2 separate regions of the Rattus norvegicus genome follow, and region 2 is linked to region 1. The links are chromatin contacts, called in public Hi-C maps. All regions are on one chromosome and are shown on one strand. The core of a region is the stretch at or near the end of the contact, and the rest is flanking DNA. Distances in the headings are between cores, read along the strand shown. Region 1 holds the start of Tprg1l (tumor protein p63 regulated 1-like). Region 2 overlaps Megf6 (multiple EGF-like-domains 6).

Region 1 (7,132 bases), core at 2,066-4,565:
CTTTTCCTCACAGGCTGCTCCAGAAAGTTGTCTCTCCCTCTTGTCTAGCATGATCCCCACCACAAATTCCCCATCCTCCTGGGACCAGAGAGTCTCCTCCCCTTCCTGACACTTGGGCTTTGACTTAGAACACCCTGACTTTCCAATCTTAAGCTGTACTGTGGCTGCTGCGTGTCCCCTCTGCTCTGAACAGGTACAGAGCACCTGCTGTGATTCTATGAATGCTCTAAATGCCTCACACTGAAAATGGACAGTGATGTTTATCTCTTACACCTAGGATTCATACATGCCACAGATCGACGTCTGCTTATTGTGTTTTGAAGAAGTTATTTTTAGTTTATGTGCGTTGGTGTTTTTTTTTTTCTGTGTAAGGGAAGTGGATCCTGGATTTACAGTTGTGAGCTGCCATGTGGGTGCTGGGGATTGAACCCCGGTCCTTTGGAAGGGCAGTCAGTGTTTTTAACTGCAGAGCCATCTCTCCATCCCTGGTTTATTGTCTTATATATATTTATCTATTCATCTGCCCCTCCCTGTCAGCTCTCAGCTTTATGGGTGTCCAGCACACTCTCTGTAGAGGTCTCAGGACCTCTGTGGGGATTCGTGTCACCATGGCTGCTCCCACCAACATCCTGGAGACCTCGAGCTGTGAGCTGGATTCTCTAGAGAAGCCACACTGTGAAAGGTCCAGCAGGCTGAGTAGCCCTCACAACTGTCAAGGGACAGACTACAGGTCCAGAGCCAAAATGATCTTGGGCTCTCATTCACTGATGTGTCTCACATGTCTTGGTGACTGTTAGAAAGACTTTGGGGCCATATTGTCATAGCAATCCATTAGCTCCACCAACCCAGGCACACTGCTGGCACCCCTGTGAGAGCAGGAGCTCAGGGACATCTTACATGGCTTTCCTACTAATATGGACGTTCCCCTCTGATGCAGGAGCATGCTATGTGTATGTGTGGTGGTGGTGGATTACTGCTTGTATCCCTTGTCTGAAGCCACCATGACCCAAACACAAATACACTCACCGGCCTCCACACGGTCTCTAACCAGTATCCCCCCCCCCCCCCCCTGCTTATCCCTGCCTTTCTACACCATTTTTAACAGCCTCTAGCTCCTCCCAGAACCCAGAGGACAGGGTCTCTGGATGTTCGTTTCCTTCTATTTCAAACTGCTCCCTGCCTGCTTGCTCTGCGTGCACCTTGTCCCAAGCGGAGGGGGCCATCTTTTCCCCAAGACCACCTGCAGCCCTCGCCTCTAGGTCACGATGTCTGAGTGCTCGAGCGCACTGTTGTCTCTCTAGCAGAAGCTTCAGCATCGGGTAGTGTGGGGCTGGGCTGAAGCTCAGGCCCTGCTTAGCCCCCTCCCTGTAGACTTGGCTCAGGTTGCCTACCCCTAAATCCCACGGCCTTGGTCCCCAAAGCTCTAGGTTCTGATCCACACACACATGGTTCCCTTCCTACCCACTGTGCGTGGCCCTGGGATCAAGGTTGCCATTTTCGGGCCTTGCATAGGACACGTTGGCAGCTGCCCCACGGCTCCTCCCCGGACATTAAAGAGCGGTGTTCACTGTGGCTGAAAGCACTGGAGGCAGAGGTAGCTTGGCTCTCTCCTCTCCAACTAACCAGAAGCCCAAGGCCCAGGGTCAGGGTGGAGCTAGAACACAGGCACCGGTCCAGAAGTGCAAAGTTCTAGCTAGTCCTGTGTTGATGACGGGTGATGTGTCTACTCATCTGAGATGGTGACCTGCTGACACCTTGGTAAGAATACCAAGGTCCAACTTGGTGAACCAATGGGTTTACTGGGCTTAGAGGACTATGGGTGAGGGGTTACTTAGAGCAAAGGCAACTCACAAGCTGTTGTGTCACCGGAAGCACATCCTAGTGTGGGTGTGGACTCCAGAAGATGGAGCCCTGGAGCTTTCAGAGTAGGTAGCCAGGTGGGTAGGTGTCTCCCCTCAGCAGTTCTGTTTATATATCCTTGTGAGGGACTGGGCTTCACATCTGGTCAATTTCAGGGACTTCCTGAGTGTTTCATGAGTTTCCCTCCAGATTCAGGGGGCTGTGTGGCTGCAGACACTCATCTGTTTCCTCAACCCTAGTGTGTACAACAGTGGGAGGAACTCTGCCTCGGTTAGAGGGTCCAACATGCCTGTCATAAGCAAGGGGGTAGAAGCACAAACCTTCCCGAGTACAGCTTCCACATGCACCTGTGCACACAGATACACACAGAGCAGTATGACAGGTGTGGTGTGCACAGGACTGTGACAAAGCACAGAAGGCAACAAACCCAGATCCCTGGTGGACTGCAAGTCTTGCCCAGGGAGGTGTTTTGAACCAGGAATCCAGAACTGAACGCAGTATACTGGAGGCAAAAGGTTTTGGGGGTGGGGGTGGGGTAAGAGGGAACGTGACAGGAACAGGGACGCCAGAAGTGACCCCCTGGGTGAGGATTTGAAGACAGTGCAATGGAGCATGACTTGGGGTCAGCGCTGTTCCTAGAAGGAAAGCTGAGTTCAGGCTGTCCAGCATCTGGACACATGGAGTGCCCTGGGTCATGAAAAGGCCAGGGGATGTGACCAATATGAACTCTCTACATACACCATCCACTTAAATGGAGCCATTATCCCACTGTGAACCTGCTGGGATGGAGGAAACGGGCTAGGAAGGGCTTCTGTCCCAGGGAGGAGCTGCAGGGCCCGAGTATCCAATGACATTTCCTTCCACCCCCCCACCCCATCCCCCCACAGTAGCACTCTTTAGTGATGTGGTAGCTTACTTGTGTGTTTTCATGCCCAATACGAACAAATGTCTGACATCCATCTCTAACCTACACACCCGTATCTCCACAGTGTGCATAAACCCTACAAAGCCACATCCCACGGTGCCCACACCCAAGGAATGCTGCGCACTCTTGAGAAGCCTCTATCTGGGCTGCCCTGACACAGGGTGTCCACAATCCTCAGACTCGTACACGCCCATGCCCACACTTCCACACACCCCAGGCACGCACAGCTCCCAGGTGCGCCGAACACCTCCGCCTAGCGCCACAGCCAGAAGCGCATCATAACCCCTGAGAAGGTGAAAGGCACCGAGCCAATGCGAGGACACACTGTCGGGGCAACGCCCCTCGCGCGAGCGCCACAAGCACCGCCTTCTGCGCGAGTCCAAGGCGTCATCTGTCCGGAACCCGCGACCCGCATTTTCTCGTAGCCTTTCCTGTAAACAGGAAGTGGCTCCGCTCGTGGAGGCCGCTTCCGGCCCGGGGTGGGCCGCCGTAATTAAGAACGGCAGCACGCTCGAGCCAATCGCAGAAGATGACTTGGCGAAAAGCCAATCGTGAGACGCAGCCGACGGAGCTGGAGGCGTGTCCAGAAGGCGGGACTTATGCAGCGCAGCCAACCACAAGGCGGACGAGGGAGGGCGGGGCGCGGCTGCTGACGGCTGGGCGGCGGCCGTCGGTGGAGCCGGCCGGTGGCGGCGTGATGCTACAGCTGCGGGACACAGTGGACTCGGCAGGCACGAGCCCCACGGCGGTGCTGGCGGCCGGCGAGGATGCGGGCGCCGGACGGCAGGGGGCGGGCACGCCGCTGCGCCAGACTCTGTGGCCGCTGAACGTCCACGACCCAACACGCCGCGCCCGCGTCAAGGAGTACTTCGTGTTCCGACCCGGCACTATCGAGCAGGCGGTGGAGGAGATCCGCGCCGTGGTACGGCCCGTGGAGGACGGCGAGATCCAGGGGGTGTGGCTGCTGACCGAGTAAGCCAGAGCGAGGGCGCTGTGGGGACACCGGGCGGAAGCGGGAGGTCGGGGCCCTTGGTGATGGGCGGTCTCTCTTCCCTCCAGGGTGGACCACTGGAACAACGAGAAGGAGCGGCTGGTGCTGGTCACCGACCAGTCTTTGCTCATCTGCAAATATGACTTCATCAGCCTTCAGTGTCAGCAGGTGGTCAGGGTGGCGCTCAGTGCAGTAGACACCATCTCCTGTGGAGAATTCCAGTTTCCTCCAAAGTCGCTCAACAAGTAGGTGCCCCAGCGAATCCTTAAGTAGTATTGTTCCACTCTCTTGTGAGGTAAAGGTCACAAGGAGGACCAGTAGAAAGGACCTTAAAGTAGAAGCTGGTGATTTCAGTGTGGCCTCTTGAAAGGGATGCTGGCACAGTTGGCCACTCTGCAGGCACTAAAATCCATTCATTTAAATACCGTTAAGATACTTGGAAGCAGAGCCCACTGTCAAAAGCTGTGTAGGGAATCTGGGAATTTTACCTCCAGCAGGAGGGAGACACAGGACATGTGCTCAGTAGTACTTAAAATCCGTTGCTAACAGCCACTCTTCAGGGGCTGGTTGGCTTGCTATAAAAGAATTATTTGAATAGGGACTCCACGAAGCGAATGGCTACAAACTTAAGCACCATTCAGTAACATTGAGAACAAACACGGCTGTAATTGGGCCGGGTTGAACTGTGTTACATAGGCGGTATACAAGACTCAGCATCACCAAGACATTGACTTGTTACACTTCGAAGGTGTGTGACATTGTTACACCAAGCCTCAGCTTCCCTGGCAATCCCTGAAACTTGGTGCAATGCCGTCTGTATTCCTGTGGTAAGCAAGGCTTTCTCCCCGTCCCCCATCAGGCGAGAAGGCTTTGGCGTTCGCATTCAGTGGGACAAGCAGAGCCGCCCTTCTTTCATCAACAGATGGAACCCCTGGTCTACAAACATGCCCTATGCCACCTTCATAGAACACCCAATGGCTGGCATGGATGAGAAGACAGCGTCTCTGTGCCATGTAAGCAGACCAAGGCCTGTGGTCCCTAGCAGTGACAGCTATAGGCCCCTAGAGTGTGAACCCTAAAAGTGCAGCTCCACAGTGGGAAGCTAGGTGGTGCTGTTTAGGAACAGGGAGTCCCCATCCCATTGCAGGATGCTCAGTCTGGATTGGGAGGTGAGCTTGCACACAGGATTGGTGAGGCTTGGCGAGGGCTGCTGGAGTACCAGGGAGGGGTGCTGAGGGGCACTGAGCACTGGACAGGTTACAGTAGGTCCGAGAAAGCCCTGTCACTTGGTGACATCATAGTCCAAATAAATTCCTCCATCTGTGATGCCGTCAGTCAGCATGTCTGTTAGCGCGTTAGTGCTTAGTGCCGTGCCACCTCAAAGCACGTGTGTCTGTAGAAAAGACTTACCGCCTGCTGTGCTGGCAGCACCTTGCCTCAGGCTGCCAAGTCCCTCGACTGCATCTTTAGAGATAGACTGGTACCCTCTAGACTGGACTTGAGGCAGGGAGGCAGGTCCCGTCATCCTGTTCACTCAGGATGAGCCACTTGATGACACAGCTTGTAGAACCCAGCCTGTCATCAGTGGTGTCATCAGTATGTGGTGTTTGGAAGGATTTGAACTTCTCAGAAGCCTCGTTTACCCGTGGAGTACTGTTGTCTTAGCTTGAGGGTAAGACTCCATGTTTATTCTCTCTTTAAAGTTGGAAAGCTTCAAGGCTCTCCTAATCCAAGCTGTCAAGAAAGCCCAGAAGGAAAGCCCACTGCCAGGGCAGGCGAACAACGTGCTGGTGCTGGACCGCCCTCTCCTCATCGAGACCTACGTGGGGCTGATGTCCTTCATTAACAATGAAGCCAAGCTGGGCTACTCCATGACCAGGGGCAAGATAGGCTTCTAGACAGCTGTGCCCCAGGAAACCAAGGTGGTGGGGACTCCGTGTGCCACCTGTCGACACCTACCGTGGCTGGAGGAACAAGGGCATTGTCCTGTTATGTGTCCAGTTAGAATAGTCAAGTGGACCGTGTATATTTAGTTGGATATTGGACACCTTGGCAACACGATCTCAGCCAGGCAGACTCGGCTGCCCCCATACCACTGTGTTCCTTCTGTAACACCATGCGCTCCCTCCTCCAGCATGCCAAGCACGGTGTACCCACCCACTTGTGCAGTGTTGACTGTTGAATACAGCAGAGTGCAGGGAGCGGCTTCCGCACATGCACACATTAACTCTCCCCGCCAAGTGCTCTATTTTAAAATTCAGTCCCCCCCTTTTTTTAAATGCTAACTATAATAACAGCCAGCAGACAGGTCACTAAGAAAGACAGTCTGCCTGGCCAGCTCCTAGTGAATATGCCTTTCTGTGAATGTTTGACTTAGGATCTCACTTTATAAATTAATGCAGGTTGTGGTAAGTAGCCCCTTCCGCGAGTCTTGGTGGTGGGTCTACATCATCCCGTCTCTGTTTAAAAGGGACTGATGAGCTGGGTTTCCAAGTGCATGCTTAGAGCAGCGAGCGCCCGGGAGCCTCGCTGAGCACCACTGAGCTTTGGCGCGCAGCCACATGCAGCTTGCCACTGTAGCTCTGGCCTTGCAAATACACTGTAGATGTCACTTTATACCTCTAGCTTTAAGTTAACCGGCATGGATGTGAGCAGAATGTCATGGCCTGTTCAAGAGGAAAGGTGACCTCAGATGCACCTGTCTTCAGCCTGTGCTTTTGTTCTAGTAAAGACAATTAAAACCAAATGGAGTTGCTCCTTTTTGAAGTTATTGTCACAAAAACAGGTGTGCCAAAGACTGTCTTGAGGCCTGAGGCTGCACCTGGCTGGCTGTGGACCCTTGCTAGCTCAGTCCTCCTTACAGAAACTCAGATGGCCACCAGTGTGGACATGCTGGTCTGTCTGCTTTCAAGGCACTTGTTAGAGATAGAGGCATGTTGGGTAGGCTGAGCACTTCCACTCTTCCTGGCAGGGACCCAGGCCTCCCTGCAGAACTTGCATGCAAGGCCAGAGAGACCTGTCCAACTGTTGTGGGATTCACAGCTCACATGGGGACAGGTGCAGACGTTGGGGCCTTGCAGCTGCAGGAGGGCTGACCGTCCACCCCTGTCCCACAGCATACTGACTGGAAGCGGCTCGGGAACAACAAAGGATGATAAGGCAGGTTGCTGTCATTACTTCAGGATACTCCATCCTCCCAAGACAGACCTTGGACCCCTGAGCTAAGGCCTTGAAGAAAAGGACCACCACTGTTCCAGGGATTAACAAATACCTATTTTACATGATAACTTTATACATATTTACAGAAAATTGGGCAGAATAGTCCATCCTGTCCAGAGAGCCTGTACAGCTGTTCC
Region 2 (7,132 bases), core at 3,019-5,518, 45 kb before region 1:
ATGGGAGCCCGTTTCCTACACGTGCCTCTGCCTCTACCTTGCTGTCTGTCCCGGTCTCCCCTTGTCACTCTGCAGGTTTGGAAGATCTCAACCCATGTTCCTCCCCACACACACAGTCTGGTGACCAACTATGACCAGCTTAGTTTCTGGGCCAAGAACTGGAGGGTCTGGGGAGCTCTTCATTCTCCTTTGGCCCCCTCCAGCAGAGCTCAGAATCCTGCCAGGGATAGGGCTGGGCCTGGCTGGGAACCTACCCTGGGTGTCAGACTTAGTCAGAGTTGGCCAGCTGGCCACTTACACTCCCCCGGTTTATGAGGGAGGGCTGCACACATGCTATCCTCTGGCCAAACTTGCCCTGTCCAGCACACATGGCCAGATCAGCAGCTCCTCCGTGCACTTGCTCCAGAGAAGGGCACTCTCTATACCCAGGAGCCCAGGACTTGGCTGAAGGCCTCTCCAGAGAGCCCACCCACACCTAATGGGGAAGCCACCCTCATCTGGTGATCCCACACCTTTCTTGGTCTCCCTGTCTGCTGACTAACCCTGATAGCATAGTCAGTATTGGCCCCAGGCTGGCTGAGTGTCTCTGTGATTGGCCTGTCCCATCTGCCCTCCTGCAGGACACAGGTCCCTGTGGACAGGTCACATCTCACACCTGTAGTAGAGCCATCCCTCTGACGTGTCAGGTGCACATAAAGGCCAACAGACACTTGTTAAGAGAATGCTTGTTGAAGGCAGGGAGGCTGAACCTGGATTTTAGTCTATATAGGATCTGATTTGGGCATAAGTTCTAAAAAAAGAAAAAAAAACACACTACAGGTGAATTGGAACTAAGAGTCGAGCCAGTGAGTGACATATTTGCTATGCAAGCATAAGGGCTGAAGCTCAAGTCCCCAGTGGTCATGTCAGCCCATCAGAAGACAGAGACAGAAGCCGTACTGGTGAGTGACCCTGCCTTAATGAGTAAGTGGAGGGTAATAGAGCAAGGCTTACGGAGTCATCTTCGAACCTGCAGGAACACAACCTACAACCCCCCTCCACACACAGACACATACACACATGCATGCACACATGCACATACATGCAGATACACAAAGAGATACAAACACACATGTACATACACACATGTACACACATGCACACATGGGCACACATGCAGATGCACACATGCATACACATGCAGATACACACACAGAGATAGGCACACACGCAGGTACATATATACACACTCAGACACACACAGATACACACGCACATATATGCAGATGCACACACAGAAACACACATGCACATGCATGCACACAGATGCACACACATATACATGCAAATACATACACATACACACATGTACCTATACATGTACATGCGTGCACACACAGACACACACAGATGCACACGCATAGACACACATGCACACAGAAACAAACATACACACACATGCATGCAGATACATACCCAGATACATACATACATGTACACACACACACACACAAAGAAAAGAGGAGGGGAAAGGAACTAAGAGGTAGAGAGGTTGGGGAGTGAGGGTTGTCCATTCTTCATGAGGCTACCTGGAGACAGGGTTTGAGCAGAGCAGACTCAGGCTGCACTGCCTGTGGGAAGGGAGGGCTGTGGCCCTGCCCATTCTGCTGAGCCTTGTACCCTGATGACTTGAGTCCTCTTCCTCGGGGCAATTCCCTGCCTCACCTGTTCACACATCCCCCAGCTAGCTTGTTCCTTCCCAAACCCTCCCCAGTTCAAGAAAGCTTCCGAAAACCTCCACACCCACACCACTGCCCTCACTGCCCCTCTCTACACCCTGGGCTCATCACCAATGGGGACTTACTTTCCCTGCCCCCATCACACTAGGTTTTATTTCTGTGTCCTGGACTACTGTCACCATAGACAAATCTAGCATCAGCCTCAACCCTAGCTACCATTTCCCCAGGTAACTCTACTGCTTCTCCCTGGACCTTCTGCTTCCCCACCCTCAGGCCCCCAAAACCAGAGGGAACCCCCAAAACAGGACTTTGTACCTTACTGTACCCTACGCCTGACAGACCTGTGACCAGCCCCTCCCCACCATGTTAGGCACAGACTCTTTGTCCTGATCACGACTGCTCTCATGACCCTAAATCCTAGGCAGCCATGAGCCTGCATTGACCTCTCATAGCCACCAGGGGGCACCAGCACACCACCCTGAATAAAAGGCACCAAAGCCAGGGGGACCCTTCAGAAGAGGATCTGTGAACCTCTAAATCTGCCCAGCGCTGGACCCAGCTTGGCTAAGGGCTCCTCTCTCAAGTCTTCCTGCCACCTAGAGAAAGGTCTTGAAGAGAAGCCAGGTGCGTCAGCTCTTGGGACAAGGGACTAGGGGCCAGCATCCCTAAGGAGAGCAGGCTTACTTTGGAAGTTCTAGACTCTTCCTCCAGAGGCAGAGAAGGCATCAACCAGGACAACCACAGGCACCAAGTCCTGTCCAGTGCAGTCCCCGGTCACCATGAGGCTATCTGAGCATCCAGGCCACGGGGGCTACACGAACCAAGGTCCTTTGAGAGGCTGCCCACTGGACACAGTGATTGAAAAAAAATCCCTTGGTCTCTCTCTGTATGGCCACAAGTACACAAACAGGTATTCCCACTCCGTAGAGCACACCCCTTCTCATTTCTGGGTGTTACCACACACAGCCACATGCCACCACGATCATGCCCATTAGCCATGGGTTCATAGGGGATGTAGTTAAGGTATGTCTTCCCAGACCTATCCCTCACCCCCGCCCAGCAAATTCTAGGTCTCACCCTGCATCCTGCATTCCTCCATCTCTGGCTTACAGACCCAGAAGCTCACAGGAAATAGCAACTGGTCAGGGCCAGGTTCCAATCCTCAGCACCTGACAGGCCCTGATCTGAATGAAGGTCTGATGGGGAGATCCTGAGTTGGCAAGGCCAGGAGGTGAGGGATGTTCCTACCACAGACTCCAGAAAAGCCTGCAGCCAAGCTTTCTCCACACACAGAATCCAAATGACTCAGATGAGCGTGCAGAACCGGGAGACAGAATACAGGGGGTTACAGACAGGGTGGAGACGTTTGTCCAAGCCCTGACCACTGTCCACACCAGCCCTGCAACTCAGCCAAGGGGAAGCAGGCCACCAGCTCAGCCCTGCACACATTCCCAGACACGAGGTGATGGACACTGACATCCTCTAAAGAGCTGTGTTTATGTCATTGCTGGAACATAACATAAACATCATCTCCATTTACAGAGTGGACGGGAGAATCTTACAGAAATCCTGAATGCCCCAGGATCCATGGGACGCCTGGCACACTGACCCCTGGCACTCTGACCCCTGGCACTCTGACCCCTGGCACGCTGACCCTGTTTTTTTTTTTTTGTTTTTTTTTTTTTTTGGAGCTAGGGACCGAACCCAGGGCCTTGCACTTGCTAGGCAAGCGCTCTACCACTGAGCTAAATCCCCAACCCCACGCTGACCCTGTTTTACAGGGTCACTTAACACCTATACAACTCTGTGTGATCCCACACAGAGTTCAATGGAGAGGCAGTGGGGGTTCTTCCTCTGCAGGAGCTGCAGAGAGGCTTTCCTATGTGCCCATGGATCACATTGTTCTGAGTACCACGTAGGTAGGGAGAGCCGTTCCTAGTGCCATACGCTCTCAGCTACACCTCCTAACTGAGGAGCAGCGTGCCTTCACCGTACCCTGCCTGCAATGGCCTCTCATCACCAAGGGAGACCCAGACACCACCCAGAAGCCATGCAGCCACAGAGGACTAGAGTAGACAAGCCGGCTACGGCATACACAGGAAGGCTCTCAAGAATGGGGATGCCGGGGTTGGGGATTTAGCTCAGTGGTAGAGCGCTTGCCTAGGAAGCACAAGGCCCTGGGTTCGGTCCCCAGCTCCGAAAAAAAGAACCAAAAAAAAAAAAAAAAAAAAAAAGAATGGGGATGCCCCTGGGAAACGGAGATGACTCAAGGCCCCGCAGCCAATCGGGGAATAAGGAACGCCGTTAAGAATAAAGTGGTATTGCAATCTGGATGGAGCCTGGGGGATGGGCACCCAGTAGTAGACAGGAGTCCACCATGAAAGCAGACAGACAGCCTCAATGGACCACTGATGTGTGTCAGGCCCTTTTACTGGGTGGGTGATTGGCCCACCCAGTAAACAAGAGGACCCAGTCAACAACAAGGACCCTGCCTGCCCTGTGCACAGTCAGTCCAAGGCACAGCCCAGACACAAAGGGAGGTGTCTTAGGACATGTAGCCACTTCCTCTCCCTGTGAGGAAGCGACTGTCCTGGGGTGCGTCTCCAAACACATCGGGGTAGAAAGGAGATGATGTCATTCTCACTGGCCTGCGGCCAGACCACACCTTTCCCTTTTCCTCGGCAGCAGTTTGGAAGAATCCTTGAGGGTTGGACACAGACTGCTGGGTGAACGAGGCCTTCTCAGGGGAGCCTAGAGGAAAAGGCAGGCCAAGTAGGTATAAGATAGGGGTTGAGGAAATGAACCCAGGAACCTGAGGGCCTGGGCTGAAGGAAGACACTGGACCCAGGGCTGCCAAAACGCATCTTGGATTCTCTCCACATTGGGGTTCAGCACCCAACAGCACCCACTGTCTACAAGTCTTCTGAGATGTCCAGTTAACCGAGTGACTGTGGGCTTGCAGGCCTCTCCGCCTCAGGGTTCCCATGTAGCAAGCACACTGCAGTTCCTCCTGAGAGCGGAGGATCCCTGACCCTGGTGGGTAGGGGAGTGGGCATATCCATTCAGGAAACAAGACCATGCTCATCACTCCAACCTGGCCTCGGAGGCTGGTGTTACTGAAACCTAGTGCCCAGTGCAAGAAGCTTATCTAAGGACAGCGCCTCCCTTCTGAGATCAGAGTCAGCCAGTAGAGGCCTCCACTCCCAGATTCAGGGGCCCACGAGCCTGCCATGGAGGACCAACCTCCCCACTGCTCTTGGCTCCAGAGAGATGCTGGCCTGAGCATGACCTAGCCAGCAGCTCCCTCGAGGTCAGCCCTGATTGGACGCTAACCATTTACGCAACCATCAGCACCCCAGTGTCTACTCCTCCTCCCACGGTACCTGTCCTGCTATCAGTTGGCCCAGATCCTCATGACGGTGTACAGGCCTGGCACCACTGGGCACAGAGGGCAGGGCCTTGCCCTGGAATGCTTAGGGCTAAGACCCAAAAGCAGATTCGGGAAGCCGCTGCCAGCCAGCTCCCCCACCTGCAGATTCCTGGTTAATTATCCTGCTGGAACAGGATACACGGACCCCGGGAATCTTGAAGATGAGCCATCAGCAGATTTCCCAGAGTCTGCCTCTCCAGCCAGTGCTGGCTGGGAATGGCCATGGCCAGGTAGAGAGGGTAAGTCAAGACGCAAGCAACCTTTGTTGTTTGAGCAGGCACGGAACCAGCTTCCAGGACGCTCTTGGAAACCTGTGTCTTCCGGCTGGAAGAAGCCAGAACCCCCTGCCTCTAGAAAGAATCTTTTTTTTTTTTTTTTTAAAGATTTATTTATTTATTATATATAAGTACACTGTAGCTGTCTTCAGATACACCAGAAGAGGGCATCAGATCTCTTTACAGATGGTTGTGAGCCACCATGTGGTTGCTGGGAATTGAACTCATGACCTCTGGAAGAGCAGTCGGGTGCTCTTAACCACTGAGCCATCTCTCCAGCCCTCTAGAAAGAATCTTAAACACACCCCCATCTCAGGCTAGGCCCCTTGGCGGTCTGTGGAGACTGTGATTCTTTCCCACCCAGAACACCCCACAGCTGTGAGCCCCCCAGGTCCATCCAACACTTTAAATCACCTGGGACTGGCTACCATGGACCAGCCTACGGGATCAGCTGATCCTGGGGTCCGGTGTAGCAGACATGGAGATACCTGGGCTGACAGACTAAGCTTAGGGGTTGGTGGTCCCTGTGTCACAGGTCAGGCAAGGCATCCAGAAAGGGACCTCAGAGCCACATAACAGGGACCTGGCAAGATGGGTCCACAGTGCCCAGCAAGCAGCCCAGGCTGGGAAGGAGGTGGTGCTCCTCTGTTGACCTCTGAAGCCGCCCACCCTCGCCCTGTGGTCAGACACTAGACTTGTTGCTTACTGTCCAACTGACTCCCGGACAGCTCTTTCCCAGGGGGGGAAACTGAGGCACAGTTGTCCCACCTTCCCAAATGTTAGGTGAGGTTTAACAGGTGAACCCCCTGGGGACTCCACACCAACAGGGACACTGGTGTTCACCGTACCCAGTGGCAGTCAAGAGGGCTCTGGCAACTGCACACATTTGCATTCCCTGGAACCTGGGGATGGAGGTGCTGAAGCCGGCTCCCTCCACGTGCCATACCAGGCAGGGTGAACCAGTCTGCCGCATTCCGGACACGAGGCACAAGTTCAATGAGCCACATAGGTGCTGCCTTTCAAGCCCACCCGCTCCTAGCCACAGGATCAAGGGCTTTCTCCTCAGAGGCCCTACTTGGCTCTGTCCCACAGCAGATCCAAACAGGCTCCACGTTAACTGACCACTGCTCAGCCCATACTTGATCTCCGTGGATGAGGAGGCCTTGCACGCACAGCCCAGGAAGGCAGGCTGAGGCCGGGAGCACTCTAGGAACGTCTAAGCTGTCTGCTCCAACGGCCTGTAGCACACAGGGAAATAGACAGGCTTTCTCCTCAGGTTTTAGGCTCACAGCTGAGTGTGCAGGGTGCAAAGCCCCTCTCTGCCTTGCTTGATCCACATCAGTTGACCAACTCCAGCAGACTAGCCTGGAGCTCCCAGCTCACGGAAGCTGCTGCCCACAGCCACTCACAGGTCTCCTGTGTAACGGACAGGGTTGGCCCCAGGCTTACTACTGAGTGGCCTCAGAGAGAGTCCTGAGTCTCTCTGATCAGGCAAGCTCAAGAGTCAGTGCATGCAGCTTCCTCCTGCGGCAGCCACAGGCTGCATCTATCTTGCTTACTCTTTAGGAATACACAACACAAACGGGCAAATGAGGCCAGCTCCTCTTGCTATCACTGGTTCCTGAGAATCCCTGAGTAACGAGAACATCGTGTTCAGGTCTGTCCGAGCAGCAGGCTGAGCAGCCTGGATGGCAGCCCTCTGTGTTGAG

Evidence for each region. Hi-C and Micro-C count contacts between places; a contact is called where the count stands out from the background.
Region 2: a Hi-C map of hepatocytes shows a contact between it and region 1, with 2.6 times the contacts expected there. The contact joins the enhancer-like site here to the promoter of Tprg1l in region 1. A contact is called at or near these places in 12 of 12 Hi-C or Micro-C datasets (the A7r5 cell line, the Rat2 cell line, Schwann cells and 7 more) and 1 of 1 datasets of contacts at active chromatin or transcription factors (oligodendrocytes).

The regions. Positions count from the first base shown.
Region 1 is chr5:170,003,967-170,011,098 of GRCr8, reverse strand. Tprg1l (tumor protein p63 regulated 1-like) reads left to right here and starts at 3,315. Exons shown (of 4, transcript NM_001110318.2): 1 at 3,315-3,757; 2 at 3,845-4,021; 3 at 4,636-4,789; 4 at 5,480-6,522. The coding sequence starts at 3,483. The coding sequence ends at 5,674. Wrap73 (WD repeat containing, antisense to TP73) reads right to left here. Exons shown (of 12, transcript NM_001014262.1): 12 at 7,028-7,132.
Region 2 is chr5:170,049,742-170,056,873 of GRCr8, reverse strand. The region is part of intron 3 of Megf6 (multiple EGF-like-domains 6); the gene reads right to left. Among named protein-coding and RNA genes, the nearest start is that of Megf6, 33 kb to the right of the region's middle. Within about 2 kb of position 4,268, at least 11 of the 93 cell types and tissues checked have an H3K27ac peak or open chromatin away from gene starts, as enhancers often do. A contact at or near this core is called in hepatocytes and liver, where this site is marked.